2 separate regions of the Oryzias latipes genome follow, and region 2 is linked to region 1. The links are chromatin contacts, called in public Hi-C maps. All regions are on one chromosome and are shown on one strand. Each heading gives the region's core, a stretch centred on a gene start, on an enhancer-like site or on the middle of the called end of the contact. The rest is flanking DNA. Distances are from core to core; before and after follow the strand shown. Region 1 holds the start of cuedc2 (CUE domain-containing protein 2). Region 2 holds the start of LOC101155457 (carbohydrate sulfotransferase 3).

Evidence for each region. A called contact is a pair of places that touch in the nucleus more often than the background predicts.
Region 2: a contact with region 1 is called in a Hi-C map of embryo, with 3 times the contacts expected there. The contact joins the promoter of LOC101155457 here to the promoter of cuedc2 in region 1. A contact is called at or near these places in 4 of 5 Hi-C or Micro-C datasets (embryo, fibroblasts and gastrula embryo).

The regions. Positions count from the first base shown.
Region 1 is chr15:21,588,424-21,595,331 of ASM223467v1, forward strand. It overlaps cuedc2 (CUE domain-containing protein 2), which reads right to left and starts at 2,767. Exons shown (of 9, transcript XM_023963040.1): 1 at 2,627-2,767; 2 at 1,973-2,055; 3 at 710-853; 4 at 563-624; 5 at 312-448; 6 at 34-201. The coding sequence starts at 2,046.
Region 2 is chr15:21,764,238-21,771,145 of ASM223467v1, forward strand. LOC101155457 (carbohydrate sulfotransferase 3) reads right to left here and starts at 2,497. Exons shown (of 5, transcript XM_020709561.2): 1 at 2,132-2,497; 2 at 1,116-1,288.

The sequences.
Region 1 (6,908 bases), core at 1,517-4,016:
AAAATAAAATTGCAATCTGTGTGCACAACTTACATTAGGAGGGGTGGGGCTGAGCTGGACATCGCCCTCTATGATAAGGCGCACAGCTTCCTCCATGTCTCCTTTGGCAATGGAGAGGGCGCTTCGAGCCTCAGACAAGCTGCACTTTGGAAACATCTCCAGCAGGTGCTTCTCCTGGGACTCCCACTCAGACACTGGGACCTGGACACAATTGTTTATAGTCCTTTATTAGGTCAGTCGAATAATGTCAGCAGCAGGACAATGTGGTGAGAAAACTGTAATACATCAGAAAAGTTAGTTGAAACGACAACCTTGGCAGTGGCGCCCTCTGTCTGTGTTTTAAGGCACAGCAGTTCTTGTCCTGGAGGATCGCTGTGCAGGCTGGTGAGTTTCTGGGAAGTTTGCTCTGACCTCGTATTAGGGGGATCATTTTCTCCTTCAGCTGAAACTGGGGAGAGCACAAAAAGGAAAATATCTGGCAAAAATTGCTCAACATCTAAATAAAAAAAAGTTTAAACAAACCAGACAACCCTCAATCTAAATAACAGACGACATGAAATACCTGTTGTCCGAGCAGTGGCAAGTTTTGAAGCCAGACTGAACATCATTTCACAAACCTTGACACTACAAGACAAAAAAGTTTGTATTATAAAATGAGACAGTGCTGTAACAGTCTGGCCTCGTTCCAAAAGCTTCAGGCGGGGTCTACCTATCAATTTCAGCGAATCCAGGAATGTAAGCTTCCAACATTTCTGCAAAGACCTCCACATCAAAGTTCTCTTCAACACTCTGCTGAGAGCCAAGGTCCTCCAAGACACCAGTGATGTAAGACAGAAGAACATCATCCAGTGTGCTACAATAATGGCAGGAAACATGTTAGTTGTTTTTCTCTAACAATATTTGCCTATGAAAGTATAAAAGCTCAATTATCTAGCAGTATTGTTTTGGATTTTGAGTATATATATATATATATATATATATATATATATATATATATATATATATATATATATATATATATATATATATATTTAACCCTTGTGCTATCTTAGCAGACCCCACCCTTACATTGGCGTGTTCTCCCTACCATGACAAAGGTGGATAAAGGTGGAAAGATTTCATGTAATCCATGGACACCAGTGAAGATCACAAATCATTGAAGAAAAAAGGTTCAGTACTCTGTCTAGTGGGTCTAGATGACCCTACCCCCAATGTTAAAATGCCTAGGACAGCACAAGGGATATATATATATATATATATATATATATAATTTTTTTTAACAAAAAGTGATGTTTGTTGAAGGCAACATATTTTTCCTGTTTTTAATGATCCTTTAAGTGCGTTAGAGATTTTATCATGACATGGGGTTAGTACATAGACAACTGGGGGCCAACTCTAAAGCGGTTCCAGTCTAACAAAGGGCCACACAGGGGACAAACATGATTATTAACCCAATCTTGTTTTTTTTTTTAAACTCCAGTTAGTCACAAAACAGAAATGCAATACTGGGCATATATTTTAAGAGCCACCTGAATGCCTATTTGGGGAGGTATTATGGGCATTTGGGAATATTTAGGATTTGCTCAGGCCAAGTCCTAAAGATCCGGGCATCTCTTCTTTAACCTGGCTCCAAAAAGTGGCAAATGGATGGATGGCAGAATTTATTCTTACATGATTTTATGTGTACATCTGCTACACAGGTTTTAAACTATGATTTAAAGGGGTATATGGCATAATAATAATAAAAAACTTTCAAACGGAACTTCCTAAAACTGTAAATATCTAATTATTGTACTTGACCTTTAAGTTTTATGCATAAAAATCTGATTTAAGGACAACAGTTACAAGGAAATCAGGTACAGTGTAATTTATATGATTTTCTCTGACAAACATATTAACGTGAATTTAGTGTGGTCCAGGGCGTTAGAGTTTGATGAACCATTAAGACAAGTGGAGTTGTTCAAGGGCTCACCTAATATCTGCATCAGGAATGTAAGTCTGGATAAATTCGTGCAGCGCACCGTGGATGATTTTGTGGAGGTCCATTGCGTTCTCCTGTCGAGCCACAGAGGAAATGAACAGAAATAAGAACCAGACAGAGGCGACTGCCAACTTTAAATAACCGATCCCGTCAGCTGTCATCCCAGCAAGACGTTAGGTAAGATCACACCTTAAAAGGCGGTGTTACAAAAGCTTTTTTTATATATACATTCCAAAAGGTAGTTGTGAAAGCGTAATGTGGATTGTAAACTCATCTTAAACGCAACAACACAAGACACATATATCTGTTTACTTTAAGCCCCAAGCACTGACTGACTGAGAGTTTTAGGTTCGGTGCAAAATGTTAGCCCAGAACTAAAGTAATTTCTCTAGCATCACTATCCAGTAATTTTTTAATGCAACCAGTATGTATTTAAAATTGAAATTTTGCTTTATTCAGTGTTGCAGTGTTTTTTTTTTATGCCAGCAAATAAATTACATTATTCAAACAAAAAAGGCAAGAACTGCACAGTTAGTACTAGTAGCAGTTAGCTAACAACAGCTGAGGCTGTACAGGCAAGCTAAAAGAAAGCAGCTACCGTGGTTATTAACATCACTATTAAGACTCACAATAGCAAAAACTTACCGCAAAAGAGGTCAGGTATTCATTAATCTTGGAAACAAGCCCCCAAATTTAAGAGGAGAGGCGAATGTGTGCAGTTGTCACTAAGGCTAGCTAATGTTTGTTATTAGCTCGCATTATTCAAAGCGTTCGTACGTCATTTCCGGTTAGTGTGAACACACGAGTGTTTCCATAAAACTGCAGCATTTCTGATCATACTAACCCAAGCATGACAATAAGAAGCTTACACACAAACTAGGAAAAATATTAGTGTTTTTTTCTTCGAAAATAAAGAATATTTAAAGGCCCTGCAGCCCTATGCAAATTATTGACAGACAAACCATTTCAAATTAAGATACTTCACAGTTCTGAAAAAGCCACTATTAGCCTATATGTAGTATTATTTAATAGTTTTTAATGTTAACTTTGTTATATTAACTTGATATTAAAATATTCCTACAATATGATAGCGTTTTAACATATTTTAGAGTTTAATGCCTCTTGTACTAAACTGCCCACAGCAAAAGTGTCTGTGTATTATTCATTAAACCCCAGCCCGTTAACTTAAATGTGGAGTTTCCAAAACATAACATAACATAACAATCTGAAAATCCTAAACATATACAATAGAAGTTTTGCTTGTTTCACCAGAGAGCTTTAAAAAAAAGAGAGACTTTCCACACAGTGAGATGAGATGTTACAGGAAATGTTTTGTACTACAAGGTCTGCTACAAGAAAAAAATTCAGCTTATTGAAATTTAATTTATGCTCATGCACTGCCACTGGCAAGAATGGAAATCTTGGAAGCAGTAAATGCATTTATTACATGAAAACGTATTCCACAAAATATATTACATGTGTAAAAATATTGAAAAAAATTGCTAAAGTACAGCTCATAAACTTGTTAATTATTATATTTTTCACATATGATTTCAAAATTCTTAAAAACAACAACAACTTTGCAATTCCATCCTTGAACCAACAAGGGGCGCTGCAGCCCCTTACATAAATCATACCAGTAGCAGGCAATAAAAGCATTGATTGCACTCACTTTAACTCGTTTTCATGTATTTATTTAGTTTAATTTTTTTCCTCTACCCTGCTCCTTTCTACCTTCGGTTTGTAAAAAGTCTACTCTCACTTAGACATTATCTTGCATCTTTTGCCACATCCATGCATAGTTGATGATCCAGGTGTTATCTGAGGCAGCATCAGTGATGCCATCAGAACCCGCTCTCAGTTACGTCTGCCTGTGTCGGTATTATAGCAGATATGTACCTGTTAATCATTAATGCTCCTTCAATTGTTTTCTTAGTCACATAGTGGTGTCCCTTGCCGACTGAAGTATTTCAACTGGAAATATAGTACACGTTCTAGATAAAAGACGCGGGAACACAGCGCAACTTGGCTGAACTCTTTTTGAACTTCTGAGCTCATGGCTAGACCGGTGGAGTTGAGGTAACAGCGGATGTTCTTCAGAAACAAAAAGCATATTTTTTCTGTCTGTCTGTGTTTAGTTTGAATTAATAACCTGCAAGCTACATCACCACACATTTTTTATATTTTTGTCACTAACTTGAGTTCCATTAAATCTTTTATAGCTACTGCTGCTAATAGAAAGTAGTTGAAGGCTCAATGAATACAGTGCAGAATTTATTTCTTAATTGTAAAATTTTTATTTATTTTTGTGATAATCTCTGGAGAATAGTCTGTGTCAACACAACCTGTCATTTTTAAAGCAAAACTAAATTGACACCAGGTGGCAGCATTGAGTTATGTGACAAGTCCAGCCCTTGTTGACGACCAGTCATGTTGGTATATTTTCTAGTTGATTATCAGTATCAAAATAAATCATATTTCAAAATATTCTTCCCAATTTTAAAAGTATCTGATATTGAAATTGTGAAAATATTATGCTTAAATTTGATGTACTGAAATCGGTGGAAACCAAGCATATATAATAAGTATGGAATGGAACTTTTACCTTTTTTCAGAAAAGTATAAAGATTTGAGACATTTACGCTTGAACAGGCAAAAATATTCTTTTGTGGAGTTATTAGGTAGGGCCTTCACAACTTTCAACTACTGTTAAAATACATTTTTTCTTACCTTTAACATAGTATTTTTGAAGTTTTGCATGGTTAATCTAGCACTATAGTAAGCCGAACTTTACTAAAGTAGTTTAAAAAAAAACCTTTACATTTCTCTACATTTTTTCTTGACCTAAAAAGGTTTAATTTCTCTGGCAAATACATGTTTTCGAGATTGTTTAGCACATGTGTGGCTTACAGATATAAAATCATTTAATATAATTTTATATTCTATAATAACACACTTTATTAAAGTTTTAAATTGATTTTGATAAATTGAAAAGAACACTTGAAGGAAATTGACTTTATAATTAATGCCTTTCTTTTTAAAAGTGAATAAAAGAGTTTCATAATGATTCATTAAAATCTTTTTATATTAGACTATCAGTGAAAGTCAGAGTTTAATCCGAGCTCTTGGCATGTTTATACTTTTTTTTTGCTTCTGCGCACCACGGCACGATCAAGCATGTCATGCAACAATGTCCCGGCAGGACACATAATGTGGATATTGTACTGGTGGCACAGATTTCCATTTTCACACAGACAATGAGAACTGGGGGTTTGCTGAGAGGGGAAAAAAAAAGTTTCACAGTTCTCATTTAACCCACAAAGAAAAAAAAAGATTTTCTGCTAAATGAATTGTTCAGGTTATGACAATATGTTCAAAAATCAGTTTAATATGCTGTGCAGCCAGCTTGACTTCTTATGTGGCTTTTGTTGTATTTTTTCAGTAAATGAGTGGTACTGCATTCACTATAATGAGATGCCTCATTGTTTGATACTTTCACCTGTGCAGCAATGATGGAATCACCATCACTGGTTAAAAAAATAGTAAAAGAGAATATTAAACAGTCTTCAAACATGTCTTTTCAAAGCTGTTACAAAAGTGGCATTTACTGGGCAACTTCATGCAAAGAGGAGTTTGATAAATCTTAACTTTGACATTAGTAAGCCTCCTTCATAATCACAACTTATATTTTTAAAAGGTCTAGTGAGCTCGTCAGCTCGTTGTCTTTTCACTTTTTTCTTCTCGGATTGATTCTAAAGTAAAAGATTGTATATTTCCACTACACTTTGAATTTTTAACATGCTGGTTATCAAGCTAGGAGGGATTTAGAACCTGAGCATGATATCTGCTGGGTTAGGTTGGGAGGAAAGGTTGATATGATCCACATCCCGCCCACCCTTCTCTTTCCTCCCTTTCTCCTTCTGTTCTGTCCCAGGAAATGTTCACCAGGCAGCCTATTGGCACTTTTCTCTGCTAGTCACCCCACTGACCCTAAATAACAACAGTTCTGTGTTAGTTAGGACAAGAGAATGCATGCCTGGTTGCAAAAAGAAATGAGCAGAAATGTTTCCACATCCAAAACACTAAAAAGTGACAGAAAACAGACTCAGTACACAGAGCGGTTCCAAGGCAACAAGCTCAGGTTCACCTCAGTAAATGGATCAGTCTCCATTGTCTTGGTCTGTGTGTCTCTTTTGAGGAGTCGATAAGTTAACCTGCTCCTGGCATCCATCTTGTGCGGCCCCCCCTCACATTACCATTGATCTGAGGGAAATAAAGAGCACGTGTGTTATTATATACAGCCCAGGAAAACACAGGCTCGTGGTGATGGAGTGAACCGGCCAAATGTATGAAATATTGCCTCCACGACATATTCTGTCTTCCTGTCAATAGTGCAGCCTTTACCCACAACCTGGATCAATAGGGACTCATCTTTTCGTGATAACACATAACGATGTTGTCCACAGTATTCCATTAAAGTCCTAATTCTGCATCCCTGTCTTATTTTTTTTATTCTGATATGTATATTTGCGTGTGACGGCCCTGAACTTTCTCTAAATTTTCTTGAATTTGCTGCAACTGGTAACGACCCGCCATCAGAGACACGGCAGTTGCAAATTTACATGTTGGTTTTCTGGACGTTTCTCGGAAGCTTTTGGGGGTCTCTCATGTGTGAGACTGCTCAGTGGAGAGAAGACACCCCTCTGTAAAAACATCTGTTGTGGAAATGGCTGTCAGTCTCCCTTTTGTGGGCTCCGTCTCTTCTTTGCACAGAGATTGTCATTTGTTTTCATTATTTATGTGGGTGAAGGAACAGTAGTAACAATTTTAAAGATGCTCTTAAAGCTATCTGCAGGAGGTTCTGCTGCATTAAGTACATTTTTTTTTGTATTATTTCTCACAGTTAGAACTGGGATCTGCATGCAGA
Region 2 (6,908 bases), core at 1,247-3,746, 180 kb after region 1:
AGAGCCAGTGTTTAAAACAAGCAAAGCACTGAGTCTGAAGTCACAAAATTCCCCATTGACATCAAGCCAAAGTCAATTTCTAAATGCAAAAGGCTTCAACAGCAACAAGTCCCTTCAAGTAAATGACTAACAGACAAAATTCATTCCTGATGACCAGGTTTAACGGATTTGTGACAGTTGAAACCTGAGCCTCAGTGACACTGGAATCAGAACAAGACATTTTTTTTTAAGAAAGTAAACATTTTTCCACATGAGGAGAAAAGATATTCATATTTCTTCAGTCTTCCGACACCTATTTACACTGTGTCTAGCCTGAAATCATTCAAATTCACACATTGGTTCTCATTTTCATTCACATAAATAAATAAATATTTTGCTTCTAGTAGTTAGTTCTGAGAATCACCTCATTACCAAAGTTTAACACGCCACAACCTGACAAGCTGACACACTGACGCGCCTGAGATGAACATTTTTCCATATTTAAGAACCACTGGAGCGTTTTGCATATCTGACTCTTTGCTCATGCAGAAACACACATCACTCCAAATATCATCTCAGTGCAAATTGCATTAATGGCTGCCTTCAGAGCGCTGGAGCGTGGTGTTGAGAGCTGTATTCACACTGAAAGCTGTTCCAGCGGAGGTGTAAACAATTAGCTGTTATTTGCATTTGGATTTCTTCATTTAACTGAGGATACAGCAGTGGGGGCCCCTCTGTTCAACACCATGCGATCTTTTAGGGGGAGGGGCACCTATTCAAACCACAACCAGCTACTGAACAATGTGTAAAAAGACCACTGATGTGTGTGGGGCTTCAATGAATCTATGTGCGCTTAAATAACCGTATTTATTTAAAAATTGTGTGTAAACCGTTTTGATGTGCTCTGCCAACATATTTATTCTATATCATAACAACACAATGAAAACAAATTAGCACATTGGATTTGTGGTTAAAAAAACGGATTTAGATCAATAATTGCGCGTAATTGCGCATTTCTAGCCATGGTTACGAGCGCTGGATGTAAGCTCTCCGCGCAGCGCCTTCGGCTTCGCTCGCTGTGCATCACTTCCTGTCAGAATAAAAGAAGAGGTGAAGATGTAGCAAATGCAACAAACCTTCGGTTCTCTCGGTGCAGTGGAGCAAAGCGTTCCAGATTCGTGCAGAAGTGAGTTCTCCTCGCATCCTTCTGCCTTTTCCGAGGCGCGGACGGACACACTGCCTCATTGTGTCCGCGGGTTCCTCTCCTCTGCCGGATGCGGCGTTGAGCCGCCAAAGAGGCGTGGGGTATCTGAGAGCCCGAACACGAGGAGAAAAGTTACTTATATGTAACCGGAGCGGAGCCCGACGCAAAGTGTAGTGCAGAGTAACCAAAAGTTTGGGCTGCGGAGTTTTCTTCAGTGGAAAATGACCAGTATCCAATAACCAACAGTAAAAGTGAGCTGCTTATTTCCATGATTCAAGCCCCCACTCACTTTTCTGAAGGACGCCTTGTGCTTCTCAAATCACGTGACCCCGCATCCTTGAGAGTGAACACAGAGACCTCCTCAGTTCAAACTCCTTCACTGTTCGTTTAATGTTCACCCAAATTAAAACTTTCTGACCATTTAAAAAAAATGTATTCATTGCTCTGTTAATAAAACACTTGGGGGGAAAAAGCATATTTTCACGTATTCATCTATTATATTGTCTTGTGCATTTTGTGCAAGTGCATTTTAATTAAATATATTGAATTAAAATGTACTTGCACATTTTGGATCTTCTTTTTACATGTTATCAAAATCTGCTTTGTTATATAGTTTTATAATAAGCCAAAAAATCTGAGGGTTTGATAATATTTTAAGAAATTGCAGCTCAGAAAAGGAAAAGTGTTTTCTTTTGAATAGCACACCAGTAATAAACCACTTTATAGAGCATAAAATAAATTATAGCCAAAAAACAAACAAAAACAATAATTTTATTAAAAACAGAAAAAGCTAATTCAAAGCAGTGATTGATAGTCTTTTTTTTTAAAGAGGAGACATCTGTCATCTGAGGAGGACAAATCGGTTTTAGTCTGGATTAAAAGCTTGCTTTCAAAAAATTGGGGGGAGGAAACAGATTTTGGAAGCATTAAATTGAAACAATACTTAACCATGTTGAGTTCTGACTGAACACCAGGAGGCCTTTCCCTGAGCTCCAGAGTCTGAGGTGATTCGTTTGGGACCAACATGCCAGAGGTGCACTTTGGTCAGTTCAGGAGAGACACAAAGTTTGTGCAACAGGGCAGCAAAGACCTGAGGACCAGACTGATATGGAAGTATCTGTATATCATTATCTATGGTAAACCTTCATACTTGTAAAACTTACCTGTGTAAACAAGCTGGTTCGGTCCTAAAAGGTGGAAGCATTTCTGGATTTTAATCTTAGGTCTCTTCTATGCAAACATTTGTGAAGCATAATTATAAATGAAAGTAAAAACCAGAAATTCATTCATCTTCTTCTGTTTGTCCCTTTCGGGGTCACATGGCTGCCAGAGCCTATCCTGGCCACTTATGGGTGAAGGCAGGGGACACCCTGGACAGGCGCCAGTCTGTCGCAGGGTCACACATATCACAACACACACATTCACACCTATGGACAATTTGGAGTGACCAAGTAATCTATGAAGCATGTTTCTGGACAGTGGGAGGAAGCCGGAGTCTCCGGAGAAGACCCACACATGCACGGGGAGAACATGCAAACTCCACACAGAAAGGTCCCCCATTGTTGTTCTGTTTCCAGGTCCCCCAGCTGGGACTTGAACCAGGGGCACTTCTTGCTGTGAGGCAAGAGTGCTAACCACTATGCCACCGTGCAGCCTAGAACCAGAAATGCTTTTTCATTTTCAAAATGAAGCTGCATTTTTTTTTATTCTATCATTTAATTGTAATGATGCAGAAAAGGGTATTTGACATTTCATTTTTTTCTCAAGTAAATGTATAGCAAAATTCATTTAGAAATGTGTAATTTGACAATTAAAAAGGATTTACAGAAATGCTTTTTTCATTTTCACAATGTAACTACATCAAATGACTGGGAACCGGTTTAGCTCGTGCTGGTTTGCAGCGCCTTCCTTCCGTGAAACCAGGGTTCAAATCCGGGCTGCTCCCTGTTCCCTTCTGTACCTCTGTGCTGGTCCCAAGCCCGGTTGCTTTGAAAAGGTTGCATCAGGAAGGGCATCGGGCGTAAAACATTGCCAAGTTTACCATGCGATTTGTTTGCTGTGGCAACCCCTGATGGGAGGAGAAAGAAGAACTGCATCAAATTACTCAAAAATAAAATTAAAAATCAATACTTCAAAATGTTTTTTTCATTTTCTACTTAAAAACCGCTTATTCTGTGTCGTAATTAAAACGAAAATGCAGAGAGGGGATTGCATTTCCTATATTTTTTCTAAATTTTCCTTATAATTTGAATTAATTGACAGAATAAGCTACGTTGAAGTAGAAAAGGAAAAAGCATTTTGAAGGATTGCTTTTTCATTTAATTTTGAGTCAAAAAATGAAGCTTCATTTTGAAAATGAAAAAGCATTTCTGGTTTTGACTTTTATTTTTAATTGTACTTCACAAATGCTTCCATACTCTTGATGCAATGAAATTTTTTTCAAAAGTATTCACTTTAAGTTAATAGACCACTTTAGTTTCTAGTTCTTTGCACCCCTTTCCCAACAGCTCTATTTAATGCAGCAGTCTAAGGTTTTTGGAAATGTGGTTATTTCTGATCCACTGAATGGAAGCTTAATTTTGTGTTGCAGGAGTTGAACGCATCTGCTTTCAAACAGAACACATATATATCCCTGTTATCACTGCTTGGTCCAGTTTTAGAATTGAAAGACAGCAGTGCTTCAATGGGCTTAAAAGAGCATCCATTTCAAAATTGCACCACAAATTTGGTTTGCTGCATCTTAAACACACCTTCAATTCTTCAATTCTTTTCTACGTTCGGCTTTTTTTTAACGTCTGTATAGTTTGTCAAAAATGTTTTGCTTGACTACTTTATTAACCAATTTTATATAAAAATCTATTTTTCATGATTAAGCCTTTTTTAATTTAATGTAAATGTGTATTTGAAAAAACCTTGCTCTAACATTGTCTTTTTTTATAGGTGGTATATGACATTTTTAATTATTAAATCATTCTATCCCGTTTCCAACTACTCATGCAATGTTCTGAAAAAAAAGCAAGTGAAAATTAAACACATGAATAAACATCAAATCTTATTTTCATACTTTCTCTTTTGTTTGGTTTACAGCATTAGATGATAAGAAATAATCAATCAATGTAGGCGCTTTATCCACTTCACTTTGACTATTGGAGGAAAGTGCAAACAAACATGGAAGCTGGCACATGGAAGGAAGGCAGAGATTTATTTTGAATCAGGAAAGTGCACTAACAATAACTCCCCATCAGGTGGCAGTGGTGTAAAAGACCAACCATTCAGAGGAAAGAAAGTTCAGCCTCCATGCCAGTGTGAATAAATTGCTTTTCAAAACTGTTTTAAAATATTTCTCTTTTCTATTAACAGCTCACAGAAATAATAATAAAAAAGATAGTGGGTTTAAAACACTTAAATAACTAATGTAATCAGGCTAATGCCATCAGGCTGTTCAACCTCAGCCTAAGTAAATAGTTTTTATTGTTTTAGTTTTTTTATTTGTTTTTTTTTTATTCCACTATACAAAAATGTATATACAGATGACTCTATTATATTCCTGCACATCTCTTTCCCTGTTTGTTATTTCAGAACACTGTTATTTTTGTAAATATTCTTTCTAAAATGTGTATTTGTTAATTACTGTCTGTACATACTTGTGCCAAACTCCATGCTACTGTGACAAGGAAATTTCCCATTTGTGGGATTAATAAACAAATCTAATCTAATCTAATCTAAAACTAAATAAAATACAGAATATATAATAAAATATGTAAAGAAATGGCTTCTTTCACAGTTTTGAAAGCAACTTATGATTCGAACTAATAATGATTCGATTGCCATTTATTGATTCAGTTTTTATAATCACTTCTAATTTCCGCATCATCGATCCAATTTAGCAGTATGCTATTTCTAACTCTCATTTAGCTGGTGTCTGATCCACATAAACCCTTGCCTCATCTATTCATCATTCAAGGGTTCCATGTGATGAAAAAAAAATAAAATTTAACACACTTCCAATGGAATATTGCACGAAAAACCTGCAACTAACATTGTGTAAAAGATGTGCTGGTCCATGAAAGGACAGAAAACAAACACCATTCCATTCTTTACACTGGTATACTGTCTCTCAATAACAAAAATCCTATTGTTTAACACCATTACTACAAAGTCATACACAGTTTAAATCAAATTTACATGTTAAACATCTTGAAAAAAGTCAAAATTACCTTTTTTTTCCTAGCATTTTCTTTTTTATCTTTGCTGATACAGCAAGGTAAATCATGTTTTTATTATTGTGGATGTGTTAAAGATGTAAAAATAATATATATGATCCATACAAATTTCTGTTAGAGAGTTTCACACAATATCACAAAAGTGCAGGTGTATTGTTTTTGTAAAATTAATGTGATTATTTAGTGTGAGCACTTTTAATTTTTCCAAAGTTACGAAATAGATACAGACCACACTCCAACATCCTTAACAAACTTACTTTACTTTACTTACTTTACAAGACAAATAATAAGGTTTAACAACAGAAGTAATGTTCTTAGGAAGTTAAAAAAAGAACTTTAAAAAAGAAACTGAGATACTTGAATCAGCAGCTAATACATTTGAAATTTATTTTATCTGACTTCCAGTAAGTAATTTTTCTGTTTATTTTAGTTGCCAATAAATGAAACGGAAATATATACTGCACAAGCTGACTTTAAAGTTTCAAATAATAGCAAAATATTTAATTTTTAGATCATAGGTGACAAGGATCAGAAGACAGGTAAAAAGAAAGATAAAGCTCATTAATATTTTCACATGTTAAGGAAAATCTGAAACGTGTTGATGTTGTGAAACAGTTTGATAGGAAATGTAGAGAAATTCTCAAACCTGCTTCTTAAAGTCCCATTGGGGTGTCCCTGATTACACCTGAAGTCATGTTTATCACTTACTTTTTTAGTTAAAAAATGTAAACATCTGGAGTGTAAATATGTTTTGGTCTTAAAGTGCCTTCTGCTTTCATTAATGTTGTTTGTGTGCAGGAAATAGTGTACAAGGTATTCACATTCATAAGTTGTTTTTACCCTTTGTTACTAATGATTGCTGAAGTCATTTCTCATTTCTGCAGTAGCAGCCAGTGATATCTTAGTAGGATTTTGCCCATTTCAGAAACGGGTTTTTGCTCTACTTTAGCACACTTGAAATTAAAAAGCGAAATGAAGAGTGTACTCGCTGCACCGGGAGATTAAAGGCGTGACCTAGTTTATGAGTGGACCCGGACTGAAAGCAAACCTCTGCCCTTGGCAAACTACACAAGAGATTATCAATAATAATCCAAAATGGTAGAGCTGTATTGGGTATCTAGACAACAGGTACTCTTACAAGCAGAGTTATCCCTGAGTGATACAAGTGTTGCACGATGACCTAAACTTTCCTCTTCTGCGATTTGTCAGACAGAACAGTTGCAGGTAAACACAGATATTCCCTTCTCCCTGCTGTTTTTAATAACAGGAGACTTAGGAAAATCTTTGATGTAGTTTTGATTCGCATGTTTGCAGAGATCTTGCAGTGATGGCCTTGCTCAACCAACATAAGATAGTTTGGGGCTATAAATATAAATAATTATCTTTTAGGATATTTTTAGGTTAATTGAGGATTTTTGTGATAAAAATGGTATCAGTATTAAATCGGTATTTGGATGTTAACATGGTCACTTGACTTTATTATCACGTTTCACAAACTTGTA